3 separate regions of the Zea mays genome follow, and regions 2 and 3 are each linked to region 1. The links are chromatin contacts, called in public Hi-C maps. All regions are on one chromosome and are shown on one strand. The core of a region is the stretch at or near the end of the contact, and the rest is flanking DNA. Distances in the headings are between cores, read along the strand shown.

Evidence for each region. A called contact is a pair of places that touch in the nucleus more often than the background predicts.
Region 2: a contact with region 1 is called in a Hi-C map of tassel, with 4 times the contacts expected there. The contact joins the promoter of LOC100278239 here to the promoter of LOC109946021 in region 1. A contact is called at or near these places in 2 of 25 Hi-C or Micro-C datasets (leaf and tassel).
Region 3: a contact with region 1 is called in a Hi-C map of tassel, with 2.3 times the contacts expected there. The contact joins the promoter of LOC100273301 here to the promoter of LOC109946021 in region 1. A contact is called at or near these places in 2 of 25 Hi-C or Micro-C datasets (ear and tassel).

Annotation. Positions count from the first base shown.
Region 1 is chr4:70,456,586-70,461,011 of Zm-B73-REFERENCE-NAM-5.0, reverse strand. It overlaps LOC109946021, which reads right to left and starts at 2,016. Exons shown (of 2, transcript XM_020552555.3): 1 at 1,380-2,016; 2 at 673-1,233. The coding sequence starts at 1,554. The coding sequence ends at 935. It overlaps LOC100282400, which reads right to left. Exons shown (of 2, transcript NM_001155311.2): 2 at 2,882-3,646. The coding sequence ends at 3,073.
Region 2 is chr4:70,904,765-70,909,190 of Zm-B73-REFERENCE-NAM-5.0, reverse strand. LOC100278239 reads right to left here and starts at 2,382. Exons shown (of 5, transcript NM_001151580.3): 1 at 2,036-2,382. The coding sequence starts at 2,366.
Region 3 is chr4:70,754,902-70,759,327 of Zm-B73-REFERENCE-NAM-5.0, reverse strand. It overlaps LOC100273301, which reads right to left and starts at 2,100. Exons shown (of 2, transcript NM_001147742.1): 1 at 1,962-2,100.

The DNA of each region.
Region 1 (4,426 bases), core at 767-3,266:
CACAAATGACTATAAGGGTCTGTTTGATCACGACTCGATTATTATAATCTAAATTATAATCAGAATTATAGATTATATAAGTGATTGATTATGGTAGGCTAAGGGTGTGTTTGGTTTGACTTTTGGCTTTGGCTTTTGCCCCCTAAAAGCCAAAAGCCAACCAAAGGGCTGGATCCAGGAAGCAGCTTTTTCTAAAAGCCGACTTTCTCGTAGTGCAAATCTGAAAGCACCTCTGGACCTGCTTTTAGTGACTTTTCTGATGGAACTGTGAAAACATATATCGAAGAATTTTTAACGACTTTTAGTGGTTTCCACCAAACGGTTTTTAGCTTTTTAACAGCTTACAGACTACAGCAACTTTTTCCACAGCTCACAGTCCACAGCAACTTTTTTCACAGCCACAGCCCAACCAAACAGACCCTAAGTATAAAATTTCTATCTTATCCTCTATTATAGTTTGGTATGTTAGACCATCAGTTGAAAATAAGTTAGACTTTTAGCATGTTAGGGCATAGTCCCTTGTAATCTAGTCTCACCTAGATCATAAGATTATAATAATCAAACGTTTTGTTATAATATATGTTATATAATTAATCATGTTTAGATCAAGGTTTGATTTTATAATCTGATTATATTACAGCAGAGCCTAACCAAGTGCCTGAATGCAACGAATCAAGATCAACGTAATAAATTACAAAAGGACCACGCTGGTAACAGTAAATACATCGATTTTTCCACATCAATCAAGCATAAACAGAAGTTCGCAGAAATTTGACACAAGTTTCCTCCATGTGAAATTGTCCGAGGACAGAAACAAGAAAGGGTAAGAATAAAAAAAGAATTCGCGTGAAATGTCATTGCACACCATGATTGATAATTTGATATGATATTTAATATAACGAAACAAATCGAGAAAGACAAGAGCTTTATTTCATCAGGAGCTCAAGGCTGACAGAGCGACGCCACAGCCCAAGGCGAGCGCCGCCAGGACGGACGCCACCGGCACCGGAAGCGCCGCCGCGCCGTTCTTGGATCCGTGCGGCCTCGTCACGGCGCCGCCGCCGCCCACGTTCCGCCCGCCCGCGGCGCCGGCGACTCCACCCGCGCTGCCACCCTTGTGCCCGGTGGTAATCCTCCTGTGATGATGCTCCAGCTCCACTGTGCCCGCCGCCTCATGCCCAGGCCCAAGCCTCCGGCTAGGACTCCCGGTTTCCAGGTGGTCTTTCATGTCGCCTTCAGTTCACGAACAAGCCAATCAGTTTGTCGCAGACGAGTTATTCTCCGTAGGATAAGTTGTGCAATCATGCATGGCGACACGGCAATATTTCAGGCACCAATTAAGAGAAAAGAAAAAAAAAAGAGAGCAATGCTGACCGTACCATCCAATTGTTCTTGCACCTGGAGATAAGGCCTGACCCGCCGCCGCTCCGTGGAGACTCCTCCGGCGCTTCCCTCAGATGCTGCTGCTGCTGCACACCGTGAGACCTGGGAGGCAAGGGATAGGAGGACCAAGACGGAGATGGAGGTGGCGAGGACGGTGTTGCCTCTCTTCATCTTGGGATGGACAGGCCACCAGAAGCAGTTCACAGGTCTGAGTCTCGGACGTGGAGTCTCCCCGGAGACTCTTCTTATAAATCCTGCTGACTGCTGTGCCAAGATAAGGCAAGCACCTTATTTGGCAAGACGGCACCTGATTCCATTATGACCTTTTCTCTCTCTCTCTCTCTCGACGGCAAACAATCTGAAAAAGATCAGGAAACCACGTGAATGGAGCTGTTCATCTGTTCTTGTTTTACACATCGTTGGATTATATAGCGTTTAGAAACAAAATTAGGGACAGTCCAGGCCTAATAATGGGACCTAAATCCCAGCAGAGGTTGCTGATTCTGGCACTTGTGTTTTTCTCTCTCTTTGGGTTCTAGTGATGTGCTGCTAGGCAAAAGAGAGACATATGGAACCAGCAATGTGCGGATTCGGTGGCCTTTTGCTGCTCCGTCTCCATGGACCATTGGCCTTTGCTTGCCAGATCTCAACCACAGTGTAGGATCAAGCCAGCCAACTGGATTTCCATCTCTTGTCAGTCACCGACTGGTACAAACGGAGGGATGGGATACATTGTCCACTATTTTTTTCTCTTTCTGATATGTAGTTTTCACGAACTGTAAATGCAGATCAACCACATGTATGTTACGCATATGTTAACCTTGAAAAGGACAGTGTGATGTCGTTGAACGAAAGGGAAGGTAAAGCTGGTCTTTTAGGTGCCGTTTGGTTCACATATTTATAACGTAATAAGTAACTGATAACGTTAAATCATGTTTGTTTTAGTCCAACTGTAATTAGATACCACACTAAAAATTGATACCAGTCTATTCAAACTTGTTACCGTCAGTAATCAAGTGTAACCATTACTATTACCATTTGTGTTACATTTCGTGAACCAAACAGCATCTTAAAGGGAAGGTTTCAGCCTTTTCGAGGAAGGCATGCGTGCAATTTCCATGTCTCAACTCAGCTCTGCCCTTGGCAGAAGCTAGAGGAAATACTTCTGGGGATTAGATATAATTGGAGCCACTCTGTATAGCCTCATCTCTGCTGCTGGGAAAAAAAAGATGCAGACAGTCAGGCAGCTGCCCGAAAGGTGATGCGCGACAAGTCGACAACGCATCGGATTTCGGTGCGGATGACACGAACATGGCTGGCATTCTGGTAACGCCATCGAGCGAGCGGTCACGGTCGGGCGCAAGTGCAACATGGGGCCAGGAAGACGACACCCAGGGCCAGGCACCAAAGATGCCTTGCAATCAGGATCGAATAAGCCAACCATGTTATGTCACGTTCTTGGAACCAAAGTAGAGAGCCAAAACAAAACATCTCTTTTGCAGGCAATAAGTCATTTATATTAAAACCAACCACACTCCACAAACCGCTGGAGCATAACCATCTGTACAAAATGTTGTCGAGAGAAACGATTCAAACCACACGTTATTGGTGCCACTATATGCGCCCACATACACAGAATATAAACCATAGGTCAAAGGGAGCACCTGAGTACCTGACCTGAGACTATGATCATATCTGAAACACATTGGTCTGGAACCTCTCGTCGTAGAGCTGCCAGTGGCCGTACCTCCCCATGTGGAAGGAGGAGCGAGGTATGTAGAAGTTGGGCTTCACCAGCGTCACCAGACTCTTCAGACTAGCAGCGGCCTGGTCTATTCCCCGGCTCGTAAGGTTCGCGCAGCCGAACAGGTCCAGGACCTCCAGGTCCTTGCATCCTTCAGGGATGGAGCCGAGGGCGACGGCGGTCAGCTTCGAGAACCTCAGCTCGAGGTGTCTCAGCTTCGGCATGAACCTGGATATCGTAATGGCTTCCCTGTTGCCGTCTTCGGGGCATTCTCTCAGATAGTCCTCAGGAACTACTCCGGCATGCTCCGATGGGTCGATCCAGTTGAAGACGTTGCGCTTGAGGACCCTGAGGTTCTGGCAGCTTTGGCCGATCACCTCGAGTGACTTGTATGAAATCTCGTAGCAGTTGCTGATGTCCAGTTCTGTGAGCATGGGGCAGCATGCTCCGACAATAAGCATTGATCGATCGGTTACTGCCGGGCTAGTTTTGACCGAAAGGATACTAAGTCTTGGAGACCTGCACATGATTATATCAATTAAGAGCTCCGAGTAACACTTTCGACCGAGGTGAAGAAAAAATGCTAAAAAGAGTACCTAACATCATAACAATGATTAAAAAAATTAGGCAAAAGAAATAGCACCAGAATGACTCACTCATGGAGCAAGCAAAAGCCAATCAAAAAGGGTACTAGGAACTACTTTCGGTATATGGACCAAAAGAAAGCATCTTTCATTCCCTGTTACTGAGGTTACATTCCCAACAAGAACAGTGAACAAGCTAGAACAGATGATCAATAAGAGGGCTAAATCTAGAACAGCTAGCTACGCAGGATTTGACCCATGTTACTTTAAATCAAATGAAGATAGAAATGTGCTTCTAAAGCTTGTAATGGAACATGCGTGTATTACAGCAGAAAAAGCTGGTCATTGGGGACTTGGTTCTCAATGTTATCAGCGCGTATGCTCCTCAAGTAGGCCTTAATGAGAACTCAAAGAGGGAGTTCTGGGAAGGCCTGGAGGACATGGTTAGTAGTGTGCCAGTTGGCGAGAAGCTCTTCATAGGAGGAGATCTCAATGGCCATGTGGGTACATCTAGCACCAGTTTCGAGGGTGTGCATGGAGGCTTCGGCTTTGGGACTAGGAATCAAGAAGGAGAGGAAATCCTGAACTTTGCCCTAGCCTATGACATGTTTATAGCAAACACTTTCTTTAGGAAGAGGACATCCCACCTGGTGACCTTCAGTAGTGGCCAACACACTAGCCAGATTGATTTCGTCCTCTTGAGAAAAGAGGACAG
Region 2 (4,426 bases), core at 1,133-3,632, 450 kb before region 1:
ATATGTTGACTAATAAAATTGATGGAACTCCCAAAATACACCAACATCAACATAGTCTGTTTACCAACAATAGATCTCACTCTCATGCTATAGTCATTGGCAGTGCCAGAAACTGCCTGAAAAGTAAGATGACAACATAATTCCCCACTTTGATCTTCCTTTTCTAGCTGATGTAGAATCTCATCAGTCAAAATTTCAGACACCTCATTCACTACTGCATTCAACTAAGCTGAACCCCTCTTTGCACATTTGGCAATATGCCCGGGCTCAAACTGTTCTCCACAAGCATAACATAAACCATTGAGACGTCTGAAGTCTCTAAGTTGTCTCTCTCGAGTAAGATCAGCACCTTGTTGCCCTTTATCATCCCCTTTTGGAAGTGTCTGTTGCTGTTTCAGATATGGCAACGGACGTTGTCCTTCACCTCGTCCTCTATCCAACACCTCCTGTTGAATCTGAGCTAGCAATATAGCACGATCCACCGTAGTGGGAACCTGAACTTGCACCACATCCTGCAGTTCAAACTTGAGACCACGAACAAAGTGGGTAACAAAGAATGTTTCATCATATTGAGCATTATGCACCACCACTCCATACCGAGCCTGCTCAAATTCATGAACATAGTTATCCAGCGTGCCGAACTGACGCAACGAAAACAGTCTTCGCAACGCTCTAGGATAAGCCTCGGCACCAAACTTACTGACAACGGCTGCAGCAAATTCATGCCAACCACCCAACCCATACTTCAGTTTATGATAGTGCCACCACATAGATGCTGGAACTTGGTAGACAGAAAAATACTCCAAGCACTTGTCCAACCAAACCACAGGATCACCCTCAGCAAATTTCGGAAATGGAAGTTTGGGCAATACCTGATGAGAATGGTATGAATGCTGATGAACATCACCAGATGGTCTAGAAGGACCACCTCTGAATTCACCACGGGATTCCACATGCTCCTGTCTTCCCCTGAAACCTGTTGATTCACTGTGATGTTGATGAGCGGATGATGGAAATTCCGCTCCCCCAGAAGAATCCTCCAACTGCTTCCCCATCAATTCCAAACGGATTTGGGCCACCACCTTCCCTGTTTCTTCCACCTTACGACATAACTCGACTGGCTCCTTCGCCGCCTGCTCCGCAACAGACGCAGCCAAATTCGTGTGCATCATCATCTGTTGTTGCACGCGCTCGACATCATTCAATCGATCACTCACCACTACCAGAGTCTCCATGACCTTGCTCAAACTCTCCTGAGTTTCCCGATCCCGATCCGCCATGGCTTCCAAAACAAAATGTGTCTACACCAATGGTTTGGTGACAGGCGCCGTATTGACAACGCTGGTAATCGCTACCCAGCAAGACCGCTGACCCGTCTTTGATACCAAGTGTGAGACCCATGGCCGGAGTAGCGCCAACTCCGACGTGAGCACTCACGGTGGCTGCCTCCGATGGGGAGGACAAGCGCAGGTAAACAGAAATTCTGTTTGGTGGTTTTTCTTCTATTTTCCTCTTGCCGATTACCAGATGATTCAGGGTTTAAGTACACCCTCTTTACAAGGCCAGACGGCCCAAACCCCTGGCCCAATAGGCCTAATCACAAACAAAATTCAATTACTCAGATTACTCCTCCCGCTCAACCTTCTGCTCTTTCAGCCTTCCAATTGCTCCTCTGCAGATCCCATGTTCCTGACGGTTACTTACACCATCAGGGTATCGATTACTATTGTCTTATTGGAATTGCATGACACCACACCACTGTTGTGCAGTTTGTACATACAAAAAAAATGAACTGAGTAGCCAGAACAGATTGGCTAATACAGCTCAAGTTGTTCAGTATTTCAATTTTCAGGCACGGTTTGCCTAAAATGCAAGGCCGAAGGGAAGACGCGCATAAACAGACCTGATCGAACACATGCAGCGGCACAGAACGAATACGAACTCCGGCAGGCAAATGCAAGCGCCCACCCAAAGCACATCAGCCGGGAGAGCAGAGGACACGAAGACGAGGTGGGCGGAGTTGGAGAGCACGTACCGCGCCAGCGCGACTTGGGGGTGGCCTCGAGCACGGCGTCGAGGTCGTCGTTGCGCGTGCACACCAGTATCGGTCCAGGCGCATCGTCGGGTACCTTCTCTCCGCGGCCCACGAGGACGTCACCTCCCGGCGGGCCCATGGACACGAGCGCCTGGCCTACGCGGCCGCCGCCCACCACCACGGCTGGGTGCACCTCTGTCGTCGCCATCGCCGCGGAAACCCTCGCGATCCTACGAGCCGCCGCGGAGCTAGGAGAGGGGGAGAGCAGGAGACGGCGGAGGGGAGGCGACGGCAGCAACGGGGTGACGGAGACGGCGGCTTTGAGGGCCATCTGGGGTGGACTGAAAGATGGGAAGTGACGGCGTTTGGTTTTGTCCGTTAGCGCGGTAAACGGGAACCACCCGAGTTGGGATTGGCTTATCTGGGTCTTTTTTGAAAAAGGGGCTGGATTTTATTATTATTGAACTGCAGCATACACCTCACGTCTTCCAAATAAGTCCCTGGTAGAACATTTGTCTATTCTCCTTCCTACAACTCTTATCATATAAAACGACATTACTTAAATAAGACAGCTATTCAAAAATGATCCAAATACATATATTAGTTGAGTGTGAATGACCGGATATGTAGCGTGGGGTCAGACAAGATGATTTTTTTTCTTTCTCTTTTTTCACACTCGCGAGATCAAATACGATGAGCCAAGGTACTGGATTATAGATGACTAAATATGTTGTATGTCGGTCTAAGTCACGATCTATTTAATAGTGCCATGGCTCGATCCAATACGATTTAAAGTGGATCTGTGTTGTGCCTAGGCCGTTTTCTCGACCCAGTGATGGCCCGATCTGGCACGATTTTTTATTCTAAAATTGTGTGTGTATATATTGCATATCCTTTATATAGCACAAATCAACATGTGCAGTGGTTAGGAAGCGAAAATTTATTTCTTGGGACCAGGTTCAAACCCTAATGAGTGTGTAATTTTTAGAATTTTCCGCGTGTGCGCGTGGGAAGAAATTTTTTGGGGCGTGGGAAGAAATTATAGTAGAGATAGAGATATGCCTTTCAATCTATTTAGTTTTCCAACTAAGAGAATTATCTAGAATCATGCAAAAAAAGACTTCAAAAACTAGTTAATCCAATGATGACCATTCATAGAGTCACCTAATGTTGCAAAATATGAGTGAAAGGAACACTGGCGCCTCTCAGAGAGCGTGAATTAGGACTTCTAAAAATCTCGTTAATCTAGGTCACAAATAAATCTCCTAAACAAATGTGATATTCTGGTCCCAGTGGATGGTGATATCCCGGACCAAGGTTTAATAGAATTAAAATAATACTCATACCAACAAGGTGCATCTTCTTTTTTGGAAGTCTACCTCGAAATAACCTCTAGGTTAAGCGTGCTTAGCTCAGAGCAATCTTAAGATGGGTGACCGACCAAGAAATTTTTTCGGGTGTGTACGAGCGAGGACAAAGTGCACACAAAAGACTCGTGTTGGTCTGGAGTTTTTTGGAACTCAGGTACTCCCGTAAGTGGGCTTCTTAAAAATATTACTCTGAAGCGTGCAATTGGGATTGTAGTATTATAATACCTAGTCGTTTGTAAATTTGTTATCGTCGTTGCTTTAAACCCTTCTAGAGCCCAGTCACGCCTGCTGTTACGAGTTCATCCCCTCGTCCCGTTCCTGGAAACGGATCTCAGGCCGCCGTCGCTGCCGACAGTGGCGGATCTGCGTCCGGGGCTGTCTGGGCTGCAACCCCGGTCGCGGCTCAGTACAAGCGAATAGGCGGTCTATTGTATCACGCTCACGTCCGCTCTTCACGTCCAGTGGCGGCCCACGTCGCGTCCAGTACTGCGAGCTGCTTTAGGGTGCGTTTGGTTGCAATGACAGGACGAGATGGGATGGGACGATCCCTCAAATTAGGTTGTTTGGTTCTGGATCGTCCCCTGACGTCCTCTCTCGTCCCTCCAATTTTGAAGAACAACAGGGGACAACACTGGATAGTACTGTTCCAACCCTTGACCCAGAACCAAACAACCTAATTACGTGCGCGGACGACGGGAGGGAGGCCCACGGGACACGCCACGTTGTGTGCGCATGAGTCGCAACGTGCAGGCCCGCGTGGCCCACCGGCATGTGGGTGCTGTCTGCTGTCGTTGAGGCGGATACGGTTAAATCTGTATGTGTGCAGGGCAGGGCGTGTTTGCGCGTCGGTCGAATCTGTGTGCCGGTCGCTCTCTGTTCGGACATTTTCCGGTAGGTTGTCGAGTGTCTTCCATGCCTTTGGTTTCAGCAGCTCCGTATCAGCTTATCCATCCGGCTAATTCCCAACACGAGTTGAGGTTGAGTGATGGTGTGCTCTCTATGTAAGTAGAAAGAAAGGGCA
Region 3 (4,426 bases), core at 851-3,350, 300 kb before region 1:
ATGCGTATCATTATATTAAGAGAGAGAAAGAGAGTGGGTATGGTATTCCGGTACAAACTTCACCCCAAACCCCGGACCAAATAAGGGGTTGAAGACACAGGCAACCAACTAATAAAATACAACTCGGATAAGACCTGACCACTATGAGCTAACCCCCTCCTTGTCTCCATGTGCCAGACTAAGCTGGCTAAGACTCTTGGCTCCCACAAAGCACCAGAGAAGACGTTGCTCCTCGAAACGATGTTTGGAGTAAAGAGAAAAAACAATGGAAATGGAATTCAAATAATGGTTGCTGTTTGGGATGCCTGATTTTGCTGCAGTTATTTCGGAAAAAAATTTGCTGCAGTTTCCAGTCCACGAAAAAAGAGAAAAAGAAAATCATTGCACTGTCAACTGCCAGCAGATCCTTGATGGATAATCATCATTTCTGGAAAAGAATGATAACCTACTGTATCACATTAGTCATAAAAAAAATCTGTAGTTAAAGAGAAAGTATAACATTAATGGACAAGCAGCGTTTCTGGAATCATCATGACCTATTATGCCACATGAGAGTCCACGGTTCCTAGCCATAATAACATTAAACGAACCGAGATCTATTACTAGAACTCTGTACACATTGAAATTCTAGTAAACTACTGCATGCAAGATCAATTCAACACGAAAGGCAGCACTAAACGTCTGTACAAGCATACAGTTTCCTGGCAGAGCAGCATGCTTTAATTGTCGCATAGGAGAAAACTATCTCATTACGGGCTTGTTTGGGAGCAAGAACACTAAGGGCTGATTTGGTGACCAGGGAATTGAAGGAATCCATAGGAGAGGAATCCTCTTGTTATTCAATTTTAAATAGAAGGGAATTCCTCCCATGGATCCCATCCATTTACCTGATCACCAAACCAGCCCTAAGTAAAGAAATTACAGGAGACAAAGCATGTTCTCCACCTGGTTCCACCTCTCTGAATTCCAATAAATAGGAAAAACATATGTGATAGCAAAATAAATTTGGAGCACAATATCACTTTGTTACAAGTACAGGCCAAAAGTCCATTTAACAATATAAAATAATTGGGCAGTAAGCACTAAAGTTCGCATTTTCAACCACGACAGCACGAAAGGCCAAAAATGTGTATTAACAAAATTACCACAGCTCCTATCCTGAAAGAAATTAGAGTATTAAAATGCACTACTATTTATATCGTTGGCTGAAGCTTTTGGATTGTGGGGATAAAAAAGTCAACTATCGTTGACTGTAGCAGTCTTTGTTGACAGTGGATTGCCGAAGTGTAAGTGCAGAACGACAGCGTGCAATGCACAGCGAAAACGACTCCTTAATGCGGCACTATCATGGTCCCTGTCGCAATGGAATCGCAGAGTTTTTTTTTCTGGGTGTTGAAGGCTGAGACAAAAATATCCAAATCAAAATTAGCTCTTATTCCCCTAATGGATCAAAGATCCAGGCCAGAAGCTCATCTCCAGAATAATTCAGCAACCATACTGAAAATACATAGTACTACGCACCATATATTCCGTTCATATTGATCCAAATTGATAATTCTGATTAGTTTCGAGAAAACATCTATCCACGGAAGCATTAATAACGACTGTCGGCAGAAACACGCCGGGGCAAATCCCTAGAAAAAAATCGCTAAAATAAAATTAGGCGAATAGCAAACATTGAACGACTGATTGGAGAGGTACGCGATGGTTTGGATTCCAGCGACCGGCGCTCACATCAAAGAGGGGATCCCGCAGGCCGAAACGTAACGGACAAGCAAAACCATCCAATCCCTATCCGAACCAGCCGAAAGGCGAAGATGACTGGAAGGGAACATAGAACCCCGTTCGGATATCCACTCCATGCCAGAGGCGTCAAGCGTAGGGAGGGGATGCGGGTGCCTGCCAACGGGGAAGGAATGGAGGAAAGAGACGCCGTTTGCGGCGGAGGGAAGGATGCATACCTGGATCTGGAACGGGACGTCGCCTGCCGGGCGCGGAGGGCGGTGGGGAGGCACTGCGAGGCGGGGGGCGGAGTGGATGCGGCGGCCCTTGGAAAGGGAGAGAAGAGAGGCGTGGCCCCGGTGAACCGTCCGAATATTGGCGACGGGCAATGAGGGGGAAGTCCGGCAAAAGCCGCAAAACTACCGCTGAAACTGAAATGACATAGTTGGAAAAATGCATTGGCTTCGTCAAAATACCTATCGAACGGCGAACCACATAACTCGCTGAATTGCACACTTCAACATCACAATATTATTATAAATAAATACACACAACTCTTCATATCTTATGTTTTTGCCTATATAGACCAAAATACCGTTTATATATATATACACACAAATAGGTGTCCAAAATAAAATATACCATATGCACTATAGCAATGGTCTACCGTTGGAGTGTGTATTTGAGCAAGTTGTGTGGCTGGCTATTTTGGTGAAGTCATACGTTGACGCGCGTATTTTTTAAAATATCCCCACTTGTAAAATACGAAATCTAATCTTTTCTATTCTATTCTTACATATGGTTACTCTTCGTTTGCCAATGTTGCAACACGTACAATTACCTTTTTTTTCTATGTGACGGACCACCTATACACTCCAACATAACAGTGGGACATGATTATCACGTAACATCATGTAACATGACTCTCATATCTATTTTATTTACTTACCCCTTCACTGCTGCTTTGACCTTCGAAACTAGCTAAATGGCAAAAAAAAATTAGATAATCCACATCAAGTCAAAGTGGACACCAAACTGTGCTAAAATGGTACAACAAGTTTACCAAGCTTTTTGTTAAGCAATGGTGCTCTCACCGCTCCCTCCCCTTGCTTTCTCCTTCCTCTTCCTCCTGCTATCCTCTCCTCCAATCTCCCTCCCCCTCTTCTCTTCGCCACTGCCGACATTATTTCTTCCTCTCTCGAATGGTGGGTTTCTCTAGTTCCTCAGTTGGTTTGCTCTCTTTCTCTCCTTCCTTGAATCTTTGCTTCCTCTCATCTTTCTTGCCTTTTCCTACCAGTGTTCTTCGACCTTTGTTCTCTCATGGCAGTGGGAGACAATCATGTGTCCCTCAACATTGTTGATTTGGATTTGGCTCCTGGTTTATGCTTTCAAAAGGAAGTTCTACATAGATTCTCTTCATCGGTTCATCATCCCTCACCATTCATTGAAGGTTATTTTCTACTTATTGCGGTTTTTCGACGCTTTACTTGTAAGCTTTCTAAGCATTCTATGAGTTTGGCGTTCCATGCCATTCTTGGTGGTTCCCTGGATGGTTATCATGTTAAGGAAGAATATGATTATCATTTTCGCTTTGCGGTGGCTTCCAAAAAGTGGGTTTTCTGGTTCTCTCGCTTAGGCGAGTGGTTACTCATAATTTTGATGTCTACATCTATATTTTGTGCACTGGTGGTCTGAATTGAAAGCTTGAGTTTGTTCTTTGGTAAATGGAAGAAGCCAATTGGACCTTAGTCTGCAGCAAGAAGAAAAGGAAATCTTATTCAATTGGATGGAGTTGTTTGATTTTCTTTTCTAAGAAATTGATCCCGGATTCTCCCCCCATAAAACATCGACATGTTGTTAGATCTTCTGTTATCAAGCCAACCATCAGAAATTCGGTTCACCAATCTGGTGTTGGTCTCCCAAACAGTATAATCAAATTTTGATCATTGGATTATATAATAATTATTAATCATATAGTTGGTGGTAAACGTTTATTTTTGGGTTCCAATTTCAAAAATCATCAAATGATTGCCTCGTCTTCTTCATTACATCTGGATTCACTTAATCTTTCATTTAATGGTGCTTTCCCTGTTTGGTGGGTGGCTTTTGGTTCGAAGAGTCTCGAAAGCTCCTCTCAGTGTAGGCTTATGGATGATTAGTTTAGTGTGTCGGTTGACCGCTTCATGAACTAGGCACATCCTAACAAATCTTGCTTTGGTTACCTCTCCCCATATCATGTGATCAGGGATTGCTCTAATGATGTCAGATGCTAGTTTTGCTTCTTCTCGAGTCATATTGAAATAAACTGCTTTAAGAAATGTTCGGTTAGATGATATGTGTGGAGGCCCATTGTTAGGCCCGCGGTGGGTCCATTGCTCCTTTCTAACGGTCCCACACAATCTACTGAGAAAAGTGTCCTTTTGTCTTATGATGCCCTCGGAACTGTTCTTTTCCTTATAATGTAGAAAACATCAGTTTCTTTTGGCACTCTTCGCTCAGTTCTCCCTTCAATATGTTGTTCTCCTAATCTTCGCTCCAGACGTCCAATGATGAACTTTCCAGGCAATCCTAGAGCTTTTCTCCCTCTAAAGATGATCATTAAAGATGGTGATAATCTTCGATGTTCTAGGGCTCGGGTGCACTTAGTTATGGGTCCTAAAGAAAGAATGGATGAATTTGTTATCATGGAATATGTCAAAGAAGC